4 separate regions of the Mus musculus genome follow, and all the other regions are linked to region 1. Evidence: chromatin contacts called from public Hi-C, HiChIP or PLAC-seq and promoter capture Hi-C data. All regions are on one chromosome and are shown on one strand. Each heading gives the region's core, a stretch centred on a gene start, on an enhancer-like site or on the middle of the called end of the contact. The rest is flanking DNA. Distances are from core to core; before and after follow the strand shown.

What was found. Promoter capture Hi-C pulls out the DNA fragments that hold promoters and counts their contacts. Hi-C and Micro-C count contacts between places; a contact is called where the count stands out from the background. HiChIP or PLAC-seq counts read pairs in DNA pulled down with a chosen protein or histone mark.
Region 2: an H3K27ac HiChIP or PLAC-seq map of the NIH/3T3 cell line shows a contact between it and region 1, with 6 times the contacts expected there. The contact joins the promoter of Emilin2 here to the enhancer-like site in region 1. A contact is called at or near these places in 6 of 39 promoter capture datasets (embryonic stem cells, hippocampal neurons, liver and 1 more), 3 of 15 datasets of contacts at CTCF or cohesin (the NIH/3T3 cell line, large pre-B cells and pro-B cells), 13 of 484 Hi-C or Micro-C datasets (B cells, adipose-derived mesenchymal stem cells, bone marrow-derived macrophages and 7 more), 4 of 115 datasets of contacts at active chromatin or transcription factors (the NIH/3T3 cell line, bone marrow-derived macrophages, fetal liver and 1 more) and 3 of 9 other capture datasets (adipose tissue, embryonic stem cells and macrophages).
Region 3: a Hi-C map of adipose-derived mesenchymal stem cells shows a contact between it and region 1, with 1.7 times the contacts expected there. The contact joins two enhancer-like sites. A contact is called at or near these places in 1 of 39 promoter capture datasets (macrophages), 2 of 484 Hi-C or Micro-C datasets (adipose-derived mesenchymal stem cells and palatal mesenchyme), 1 of 115 datasets of contacts at active chromatin or transcription factors (embryonic stem cells) and 1 of 9 other capture datasets (liver).
Region 4: a promoter capture Hi-C map of trophoblast stem cells shows a contact between it and region 1, with 3 times the contacts expected there. The contact joins two enhancer-like sites. A contact is called at or near these places in 19 of 39 promoter capture datasets (the 3T3-L1 cell line, 3T3-L1-derived adipocytes, the C10 cell line and 12 more), 2 of 15 datasets of contacts at CTCF or cohesin (the NIH/3T3 cell line and large pre-B cells), 63 of 484 Hi-C or Micro-C datasets (the 63-12 cell line, the AML12 cell line, B cells and 44 more), 7 of 115 datasets of contacts at active chromatin or transcription factors (the 230-238 cell line, the HPC-7 cell line, the NIH/3T3 cell line and 3 more) and 4 of 9 other capture datasets (adipose tissue, embryonic stem cells, liver and 1 more).

Annotation. Positions count from the first base shown.
Region 1 is chr17:71,058,156-71,060,819 of GRCm38.p6, forward strand. The region is part of intron 10 of Myom1 (myomesin 1); the gene reads left to right. Among named protein-coding and RNA genes, the nearest start is that of Myom1, 40 kb to the left of the region's middle. Within about 2 kb of position 1,301, at least 39 of the 459 cell types and tissues checked have an H3K27ac peak or open chromatin away from gene starts, as enhancers often do. A contact at or near this core is called in the C2C12 cell line, the C3H10T1/2 cell line, the NIH/3T3 cell line and 7 more, where this site is marked.
Region 2 is chr17:71,309,706-71,312,369 of GRCm38.p6, forward strand. Emilin2 (elastin microfibril interfacer 2) reads right to left here and starts at 1,306. Exons shown (of 8, transcript NM_145158.4): 1 at 1,013-1,306; 2 at 444-566. The coding sequence starts at 1,155.
Region 3 is chr17:70,835,639-70,838,302 of GRCm38.p6, forward strand. No RefSeq gene overlaps it. Among named protein-coding and RNA genes, the nearest start is that of Gm41610, 4.3 kb to the right of the region's middle. Within about 2 kb of position 1,348, at least 128 of the 459 cell types and tissues checked have an H3K27ac peak or open chromatin away from gene starts, as enhancers often do. A contact at or near this core is called in adipose-derived mesenchymal stem cells, where this site is marked.
Region 4 is chr17:71,249,558-71,252,221 of GRCm38.p6, forward strand. Lpin2 (lipin 2) reads left to right here. Exons shown (of 20, transcript NM_001357791.1): 20 at 1-261. Emilin2 (elastin microfibril interfacer 2) reads right to left here. Exons shown (of 8, transcript NM_145158.4): 8 at 2,615-2,664. Among named protein-coding and RNA genes, the nearest start is that of Emilin2, 60 kb to the right of the region's middle. Within about 2 kb of position 1,309, at least 104 of the 459 cell types and tissues checked have an H3K27ac peak or open chromatin away from gene starts, as enhancers often do. A contact at or near this core is called in the C2C12 cell line, the C3H10T1/2 cell line, the NIH/3T3 cell line and 7 more, where this site is marked.

The DNA of each region.
Region 1 (2,664 bases), core at 51-2,550:
ACACATATAATACACATAATAAAAACAACTCTACCAGGGCAGGGGGACGCAGAAGCCGGTCCTCCTATACGAGGCTGTGATTATGAACTGGTTCAAAGTCTCTGAGGATGTTTTACAACTATGTATTTAAAGCACACAGTCCTACTTCTCCAGTTCCAGGACAAAATGGACAAAGATGAAGACAAATATGACATAAAACCAGAGTTGCTTACCAATGAGAGTACTAAATTAAAATGTCTTTATCTGTACATATATTTTAATAAAAAGGTATAAATATATATGAATAAATATAAGAAGTTCATGCTTCACATAAAGAACTACTATGCAGCAGTGAAAACGAATGATGTATATCTGTACTTCCTGAAATGTATCAAGAAAAAGAAGTTTGCATGAACACCATGACCCAAGTTATTTAAAAAATCATCATATTTAGGATTTATTTCTTATGTGGTTGCATATATCCATAACCCACATAAGAGTGGACACAAGAAAATGCAAGTAGATCAAATATGAGTTTGTGGCCAGCCTGGACTAGTAATAATCATTATCATTTTTGCTAGACGTGCTGGCACACAGCTACAATCCTAGCGCTCAGCAGGCCAAGGCAGGATGATCCCCAGTTCAAGGTCAGCCTGAGCCATAAATTCTAGCAAGACCCATCTCAAAATATTTTTTCATCTTTTAGTTTAGGCCAGTATGTCAGTAGCCATTATTTCTGAGTTACAGATTTAAAGGAGATTTTAACCTTCTTGATTATCATCTCTTTGATAATCATGAACTACCTCTATAATAAATATAAACAATAAGATAACATTTTGAAAAAAGTTATTATTATTATTATTAGCCTATGTCTGAGGCCATAATGAGTAACAGGCTAATCTTTGACCAGATTAATCAACCCATAGGAAGTTAGGCTATTTGGAAGTTGAGAGAGAGAGAGAGAAAGCTAGAAGCTTTGAAGAGGATAAATGCTGGCTAGTGGGCTCTGTGGCCCGGAGCTGGACAGGAGCTGCTGGAGCTGGACACTGAGAGCGCCCCTCAGAATACATTCCCACCATGCTAGACTCCCCACACTGTGTTGCCCATCTTGAGAACAGGAACAATACTTTTAACTATTGTTAAAAGTTTACCACTGCATTGCTACGATGAAGCACTGTGACCAAAAGCAACGCATAGTTTAGTTCGTCTTACAGCATACAAATCCATCCCTGAGGGAAGCTGAGTCAGAGCCCAAGGGAGTGGGGGGCTGATGCAGAGGCCACAGAGGAATGCTGGCTACTGGCCTGTTCCTTGTGGCTTGCTCAGCCTGCTTCCTTATAGAACCACCAGCCCAAGGATGACAGCACCCACATTGGCCTGGGCCCTCCCATCAATCCCCAAGGCTAAGAAAATGCACCACAGACTTGCCTATTGGCAAATCTTGCAGAGGCATTTTCTTAATTCAGAGTCCTTCTTCCCAAATGACTCCAGCTTGTATCAAGCAGACATAAAACTAGCCAGGACGGGCACCCAGAAGAGCGTTAAATGAACTTAGGAAAGCAACTCTGACAAACACCCATGCCCAAGGTTAGTAAAAGTGGAAGATAATACAGGAAACAGAAGACATGATTGTTTACGAAGTAATATCATCACCAGACAGTGGGGCCGCCATTCCCCAGACACAGCTAAACTGTGATTATTCTTGTGGTATTGTGAATTAAAAGCCACAAAAATGAAACCTTTGCTTTCCTGGAACAATGAGCGCTTGTCAGTTGGAGTTGAAGCATCAGCTGATGAAGAAGAGGCTAGTATCCTTGAGGCAGGCTTTTCTGGGACATGTTTCCTCAGGGTCAGCACATGGAAGGTGTGGTCCAGAGGTGGCCATATGCGGATGAATGCCTAAGTAACTTAATAGATCTTCAAGCTCACCCCCTGAATGGCATCTTGCACCCTTTGTTATAGAAATGCTGGTCTGTGGCTCTCTGGACACCTCCTGTCCCCTGCTTTCTATTACAACCCAGAATCGCCGGCTGCTCAGCTAACTAGACTCTGCTCTGTTAACACGGGAATTACTCCATCAGTATGTGGAGTCATAGGCCTTTAAGACAAGGACGTTTCTGTGTTGTTGCTAGCTGTTCCCCTAGAGAGAGACCTCCTCTGAGTGCCTCTTCTGGTACTTGGGCTTTATCAGCATCAGCATCAGCATCAGCATCAGCATCAGCATCAGCATCAGCATCAGCATCACCACTGCATTCTTGCTCTGCTCTTCCTTCTGTCTCTGCCCTGCTTGCAAAGCCTGGGAAGAGACGGGAGTGCCCAGGAAAGCACTCGTTTCCTGTTGCTTGGCATGCAGGAAACGTTCTACGTTCAGCCCTGGCCATGGTTTGTTGGTGTCCTTCTCATTTAGTGTGTCTGCAGGAGACATTTTCCCAGAGAACACGCCCTGATGGTTTATAGGTCATGAAACAGAATGTCCAAAACCCAGGTAACCTGAGCTCTTCACAAGTAACGCCAACCTATTAACATTAAACCCAGAGGTCTGCAAAGGTTTCTGCCATCATATCAAACACCTTTGTAACTCACAAGCGTTGCAGAGGTGTAGCTCGTAGGGAAAGATTGTTCAGTTGGGAGGAGTGTTTTCTCCTGGGTGAGTACCATTGCCAAACAATGTCTTAAGAATGGACT
Region 2 (2,664 bases), core at 56-2,555, 250 kb after region 1:
GAGGACAGTTGGGACAAAACTCACCTCCTTCAGAACTCCAACTGGTCAAACCTCTCGGCTAATCCTTCATTTAAAACATTTTAGAATCTCTATGCGACCCAGAACATACAATATGGATCTAATTAGGTTCAGCTGCCTTATGTTAGTAATAAAATTGAAAGAGGAGGGGGGAGAGAGAGAGGAGAGAGAGAGAGAGAGAGAGAGAGAGAGAGATGGGGGTGGGGCCTTTGTTCATCCTCTCCTGTGGCCTAGGGAATCTCAAACTCCCAAATTTTGCGCATCTTCAAGGTTCACGCAGAACAGCACACCATTAAATAGCCCAGAGTAGCTGTGAGCCGTGCAGATATCAGACTTTGTAGAGGGTCTGGAAGAGATTTCCACAAGGACTGAAGTCCAGCGCTCCACCTCACCCACCCACTCGGCCCTCGTGCTCCCCGACTTACACCAGGGCGGATGGACAGGGCATCTGGTTCCAGGGACAGTTGTACTGAGCTTGAATAAAACTCTCGCTTCCCTCCTGTACCGTGCAGCTCACGTTCTTATTCACGATGTAGGCGCACCAGTTTCTGGGGTAGAGAGAAAAGGGCTGGATAAACTTGGAGAACAATGGGGAGAAGGGGGAGACGAATTGACCCAACAAGTTGGCGGTCACCAGCGCTGAAGGCAGGAGCTTGCCAAAGCTGCCACCCCAGGGTGTCTCTTGCGTCTTTGGAACACCAAAGAGTCCCAAACCTGCAGAACAGGATGTGTTCGTGTTCGGGCTCGGTGGCAGATCCCGTAGTTCTGCCGAACACTCCCCATTGCCCGGGTTCGCTTCAGGATGCTTGGGGCGCCTGGTGGGGAGCACATGGCCACCCGGGGGTGGCGACACCCCAAAAGCCTATGGGGCTCTCTCTGCTACCGCCCGTCGCCATTGCCGGGGCAGCTCTGGAGCCCGCAGGCGGATTCGGGAGTGACCGCCTAGGATCTGGGACTCTAGGGCTGGGGGCGAGCATAAGGGACACACTCTTACTTGTTCCTGGCACTGGGCCTCGCGTGGTACCCAGGCTGCGAGCTCGCGTGGCACAGTCCCGCGCCGCCCAGGGCCAGCAGGGCCAGCAGGGCCGGCGTCCAGCGACTGGGTGCTCGGGGTCGGGGCGGGGTCTCCTGACACATCTTGAGCCCCACAAGGCTGCAGGCGGCGGGGCCGCGGGAACCGGCAGCGGGCTCGGGCGCTCGGCGGCCCCTCTGGCTCTTCGTCCCCACGCCTCCGCACTGGCCGCTCCGCGGTCCCTCAATGACGCACAGGTCCCCCCGGGTGCCGCCCTCTTTAATTCACTTCCCTCTCCGAAACGTGACTCTTCCCTTCACCATCTCTCGGCCCATCGCCTCTCGGCAGGGGGTTCGGGGAAAGAGCCAAAGGGTTAGGAACCGGGGTCTTGGTTACAGACTTTTCAATTACACATTCCTTTGGTCTCTTCCCAAACGCCAGCAGCTCCGCCTCTCACCTTCCAAACAGCGCGACCCCAGCCCCTCCGGAAGTGCAGCAAGCTTCGGGCGGTCCCCACCTCGATCCCCCGGGGCCTCTCTCCGGCCAGAAGCCCAGGACCACCCATCAGTTATTGCCCCCCCCCCCCGGCGGGGGGAACCTACTCAAGGGGGACTCAGCGTCGATTTCTTCCTCTGAGGCCCCACCGCCGTCTACCCATCAATCTTTAAGGTCTTGGGCGAAAGTTGAAGACGCAGGAGCTCTCCTAGGCGCAGCTAGTACACGGCTTGAACTTTCCAAATGCGCGGGCTGCTCCTGGATAGTGGGGTTGCCTCCCCGCAGCTGCAAACTGTCATTTGCTACTCCAGTGTTTATGAGGAGATGTCCTGCTCGGACGTTTCTCTTTCCATCAGTATTAAAGGCGGATGTTTCGGTCGGTAAAATGCTGCGCAAACATGAAGACATGAGTTCAGATCCTCAGGCACCCACATAAAAAGTTAGACAGGCTTTCACAAACCTGTAATCCCAGTACTAAGGAGGTGGAGACAGAAGAATCTCTGAGGCTGCAGGCTCACTGACAGACCCTAGCTCAAGGGGGGAGTGCCAGAGAGAGCAATTGACAAGAGGATACAAGACATTAATCTCTGGCCTGCACACACGCACACAGTATGTATGTGCGGGCAAACATTTTTAAAAGACCATTTATTATAATAGTTTTTTTTTGTCTTTGCATCTAAATAGTTCAGATTCTGTTGGTGCCTTCCTGCCTCCCTCCAACCCTTCATTCCTCCATCCTTCCCTCCCTCTCTTGCTCCCCCTGTTGGTCATGTTTTCTGCCTATTCAAACGCTACAGGGGTCTTTGCCAATTTCTCTATAGCCTGACCAAAGTGACTCCACAGATAAAATCAGCCACAGAGGGTAGGGTGTTCTACTTGGGAAGCTGGGGCAAGAGACTCACCTTAGAGGCTAGCCTAGGCTACACACTGCACCACCAAGGAGGGGTATTCTAGAGGAGAGAGAGAGAGAGCTATTCCTTTGAAATTAGTTGCTGCTCCTACCCGCCCTAGTTGGCAAGCCTAGGCTCACTGCTGTACCTGTGAACTAACATGACACTGTTGGCTGGGGGTTGGAGGGACAGGGAAAGTTGGCTATGTTTTGATAAAACTAAATGAAGCCACTGGTTGTTTTATTTTCT
Region 3 (2,664 bases), core at 98-2,597, 220 kb before region 1:
CAGTAACAACACCTCTCACTAGGGTTGTGAAGTCTAAACGACTGTACATAAGGTGCCCAATAAATAAGATAATGTGATAAGTGGCAATATAAGGTGTGCAATAGATAGACTATTACTTTTAAGTCAATCTGACTTTGTGTTTCTATGTTTACACATGTAGTATTTGGAAATGAACCTTGGACTTTAAGAACGCTTGGAGTCATTGAACCACACCCAACTCCTATTCTGACATTTCACTGCTATCCAGGATTTACAGAAAATGTTAGAAAAACTCTGCAGCAATGTTATTTTGAAATTTATAAAGCCTTTACAAAAATGTGAAGAAAGATGTATATATTTGTGGCATCTTGATCTCTACTATAAATTGCGAAATGATTGGATTGAGCTTAAGGTATTAAAGCTTTTAATTAGAAAATTTTAAATAAATGATGTTCTGGATATGTCATGCATGTAACTTTGGAGAAAAATGTCAACTACGTGTAACACCCCCTGACTTGCCATTATACCTATTATGGATTCAAAGGAATTTAATACACCTGTCTAGTTTAGTCTGGTCTATCTTTTTTTTCCCGCTCTTTGGTGGTGTTTTGTGTTTAGTGGGGATGGAAGCCCAGGCCTTGCCCCTCCAACTGAGCTACATTCCTGGATTCCTGGGATCTTGTTTTGGTTTTTCTTTTTCTTTCTTTTTTTTTTTTTTTTGAGACAGGGCCGTTACCTCTGCTATCGTGGGTTGAATGTATCTAAAACCATATCAACTCTATACCGTGATGCCAGGGTACGCCTTGTTTACCTTCATGGTCTTGCGACTAAGTCAGAGCTATGGGCTCACCGTGGCTGCCCAGCATGACAGCATCACCACCAGCCTGGGACACCATCGGGCTCAGAACATGATTTTATAGAATATATGCTCTCAGCTTATAGGTGGGTCAAAAGCAGTAAACGAGCCATCTTGCATCAGCAACCTTCTTGAAAGTGGTCTCTCTTGATGTGTGGATCCCCACACCCGATTGGATGCCTGAGGTCACTCAATCTTATCACATCTGCTTTTTCCAAAGTTTGAATGCATCAGCTCTGCCCTTTGTCCTAACTGGGTGCTAGAAGTTGAATGGCCAGGATTAGCCCCAACTTCTGTCTCCTCACAATCTCACAGGGAGATTTGATCTTCCCTTAGGCCTGACCAACCACAGGATGGGAATTTTTCTAACCTTGCTGAGAACTTTCACTTACAGGAAAAGCTTCAGAACAACTCTCTGGCATGTGCTAATTCCTATCATGGCTCACTACACTCCCATTACGAACCCTAGCACTGGGTGCCCGTCAGCCCAGTCAGCCCAGTCGGGAATTACTATAGCTACCAAGTGACTGCCAAGGCAGGCAGCCTGTCCCCTGTATACAACAAAGGGGTGAGTCACGGAGTAAGGTTGCATGAGATTTCATCACGCTGCTCAAAACGGAATGGAATTTAAGGCAGGAGGTTTATTTCTTGGATTTTCCATTTGATAGTCTCAGTCCTGTTTGACCACGAGTGGCTGAAACCTTAAGAGAGGTGGATAAAGGGAAACTGTGGCACATATCAGCTTTTCGAAGAATCATTCAAATACATTTCAAACTGAAATTCATGAGGGATAAAATATTATTAGGTAACAAGAGACAAACAGAACCAGAATGGCAACTAGCTTTGTTTAATTTCAACTTCTAATTTCACATTAAAATTTATATGGGGAGAATTTATAGCTTTAGGATATATATATATATATATATATATATTCAAATCTATTTACAGATATTGTCCCAATATAAATTTGAATAATTTGTTTTCCTTTTTAGATAAAATGTGAATGATCTTATCAAAACGAACATATTCAAGATTTATTTTATTTGAAAGATACTAGTGAGCCACTGAGATGGCGCAGTGAGTAAAGGCTCTCCTTACCAAGCTTAATGACCAGGTTCCATTAGAGAGAGAGAACTGATTCCCCAAGTTGTCCTCTGATGGCCAGGCATGGAGGGAGGCCCTCACAGGCACACACATCACACACTATATATGTGGGGATGCCCACAAAGGTGCACACACATCACACACATACCATATATGTGGGACGGCCCACAGGCGCGCACACACACACACACACACACACACACACACACACACACACATCACACACATACCATACATGTGGGACGGCCCACAGGCACACACACACACACACACACACACACATCACACACATACCATACATGTGGGACGGCCCACAGGCACACACACACACACACACACACACACATCACACACATACCATACATGTGGGACGGCCCACAGGCACACACACACACACATCACACACATACCATACATGTGGGACGGCCCACAGGCACACACACACACACACACACACACACACACACACACGCACATCACACACAAAAGAGAAAGTGAAATGGAGCCTTCTGGTTTTCCTCTGAAGCAGAGTCTCACGCTTGTCCCTCTCCTTAGGGTAACGGTTATCTTCTGTAATCTCTGCCTGGCTTTGTTGTACTTATCTGCCTGCATGTGCGCACAATTTGCTAAATGTCTGCCTCCAACAGCCTCCTAGAGCCAGGTAAATTTCCATGAGGTCTGAGCCATGTGAAGTCACCCACAAGCTGCCCCGAGGGTGGCACTGG
Region 4 (2,664 bases), core at 59-2,558, 190 kb after region 1:
CTTTCCAGGTGAAAAATTCTTTTTTTGACCTGAAGGCAGAGGAAAGAGTTCCCTGCTAATGATTCCATTCAGCTGATGAAGTACTTGATTATTAGAGAGCAGTGCCACTAAGCAGCTTTAAGTTGTCCGTAATCATTGTAAACATCAGTGCAGTACCTTCAATATGGTAAAGATGTTGTCTTCAGATGAATGGCTCATATTTTGGTGCAGTGTTTGATGTTCACAAAAAAATGTTACAATAATAAACTAACATAAACTGATTGCATTGGGCTCCTTCCTTCAGGGACTTTGACCGTATCAGTGCCAGAGATTGATAATTACAATTACCAGTTATACATAAACATCACTTTGGCTTTGCTGACTTGCTTGTCTAAAGGAGGGACGACCTCTTCCTGTTGCTCCCTTGCAAACCCTGGCTCCAGAAGAGAAGCTCCGCCCACAGGAACTATGTCTGCCTTGTAGATTCTGTCAAGAAGTGATTTGTCCATCCATCATTTCCCTACACTCTAGTTCCCACACCAGCCCTTCAGAGTCTCCTGGCCATGCTGCTCAGTTTTAATGCCTCACCTTTATTAAGCCTTTCCTGGGTAGCAGCAGGTAACAGTCCATCAGATTAACAGAGTACCCATGAACTTTTTGTAGCACAAGCCCACATCATATGATTGATGGCAAAAGTTAATGTGACATCATCCTCCCTCAGGTCACTGGGCAGCAGATACTACGTCTGCTGGATCGCACAGGAACCACAAGTCTTGGCAGTGGGGCTATATTTTTGTCCTAGAAAATATCTGATTCCTCTAGGCAGTTTTAAGTGCTATGAGAGGATAGAGTTTGGCAGCCCTCACCCCTGTACCTGCATGTGTACCTCCTTCCATGGTAAGATGGCACAAGAGAAGCACAGATTGTGTTTACAAAGTGGATGGGGGCCAGACACCGCCACTCTTGAGACTGTAGGCCTGGAGTTATGGTATCCACTTCCTTTCATGAAGCAGATACGTGGGAAACAAGACCAATCGTCACTGGGAATGCTGACTATATGCTAATCTGGAAATGATTTAAAATACACCTCAGGCATTCCTCCTTGCAGATCCCATTTAATAGTATTTAGTCATTTTAATGGTGCCGTTTGGTGGTGGTACGTATCAAGGGCAAATTGCTCCAGTTCTTAAAAAGCACTGCCTTTTTCTCAAGTCACCAAAGCTCCCTGATTAGAGAAGTTGTACCCTGAACCTGGTGACCCTGTGGTATGTACCAGTCACTTAGTCCTCTTAGGAGGACTACTTGAGGCCAGCATCAATTAAAAGTACTGAGTAAGTACTTAAACTCTGTTTATACCTCTGACTCACTCATGGACACATGACTAGAAGGGGTGTGGTGACTTAGGGAGGGGCCATTGCTCCAAACTCCCCTCCTCCAGACACGCTCTAGCTGTCCCTGTTTTTCATCTCCAAAAAAAGACTGGGGCTCCCATTTTAAACCCATCTCCTGCGTGGGCTGGAGTCCAGTTTGCATCCTGTTTTGTCTTCCAGTGAGCACATGCCTACTGCTGTGGCCCAGCTCACTCCGCCTTGCTTGTTGGATAGAGCGAGCTAGCTAAGTGCACCTCTGCCAGTAACGAAGTCACACACTGGATGATCAAGGTCTGTTGGATGCTCGAGAGACCTGTCTGGGAATGGGGAACACAGTGGCCGTACATCTCCGGTCGGGCCCCTGCCTTACAGCCACTGAACACTTGGCCACTTTGGCACTGAATATGGTCTTCAAAGAAGAGGGAAGGAAACGGACAGAAACATTCGTGTGAGCCAGCCGGGCTTTCCTAAAAGTACTGCTGCTCAGGGTTTTCCATGCGTCATTTCTCAGACAGCAGAGGGCACGCTGACCTTGGTAGCCAACTCCCCAGCTGTGGAAAACCGGGCAGTCCATGACCCGCCTTCCAAATATCCCATAATAACTTTGCAGACAGTCCTTGGAACCTAGTATATTTTGACTACATTAGACTCTTCTGCCAACTGGTTTAGGAGCAAGGCAAGGCTATTGAAACTGGTTTCCCTGTCTGCGCCTTCCACTAGGGACCTGGGGGAGTTGCCTTTCCCTACAGGTGCTGGCTGACAGACCTGGGTGCCTAGAGCTGTGTGCTGCTGTTGGGAAAGTGTCGTGTCAGGCCTCCCAGACCCAAATGTGCTTGTCTTCTCAAATGATCTCCGTTTCCAGCCGGCCCCCCATTTTATATGGGGGGGGGGCTTGTTGCTTAGGAACCAGAGTTTGTAGCCAGAGTTTGTAGTGCTATCTCTGCCAGTGAGCTGTGCAGTGGAGCAACAAGAAGTCAGGCTCATTAGCCTGCAACCAGCTCACCTCCCCTAACAGAGGCCCTCTTCAGCCGCAGGGCCACGGTACACCCTGACCTTCAAGGACATCTGGATGTGGTTTTCCAGCCAAAATCAAACCCCAAATGTCTAAAGCCTGGAAGCTGGCAGGTATGGGATGTTTTACATAACGACTGGGGTTAATTTACACAGTATTCTTTCAGCCATAAAAAATGCTCTAGTTTGTTCCCACCCCACCCCCGCCCCCGGTAACTCCCAATCCATAAGGCGCCAAATACAGAAAAGGAACATAGTGATTCCAACATCTTTATTGACGCTCCCTGTCTTTGCACTTATATTG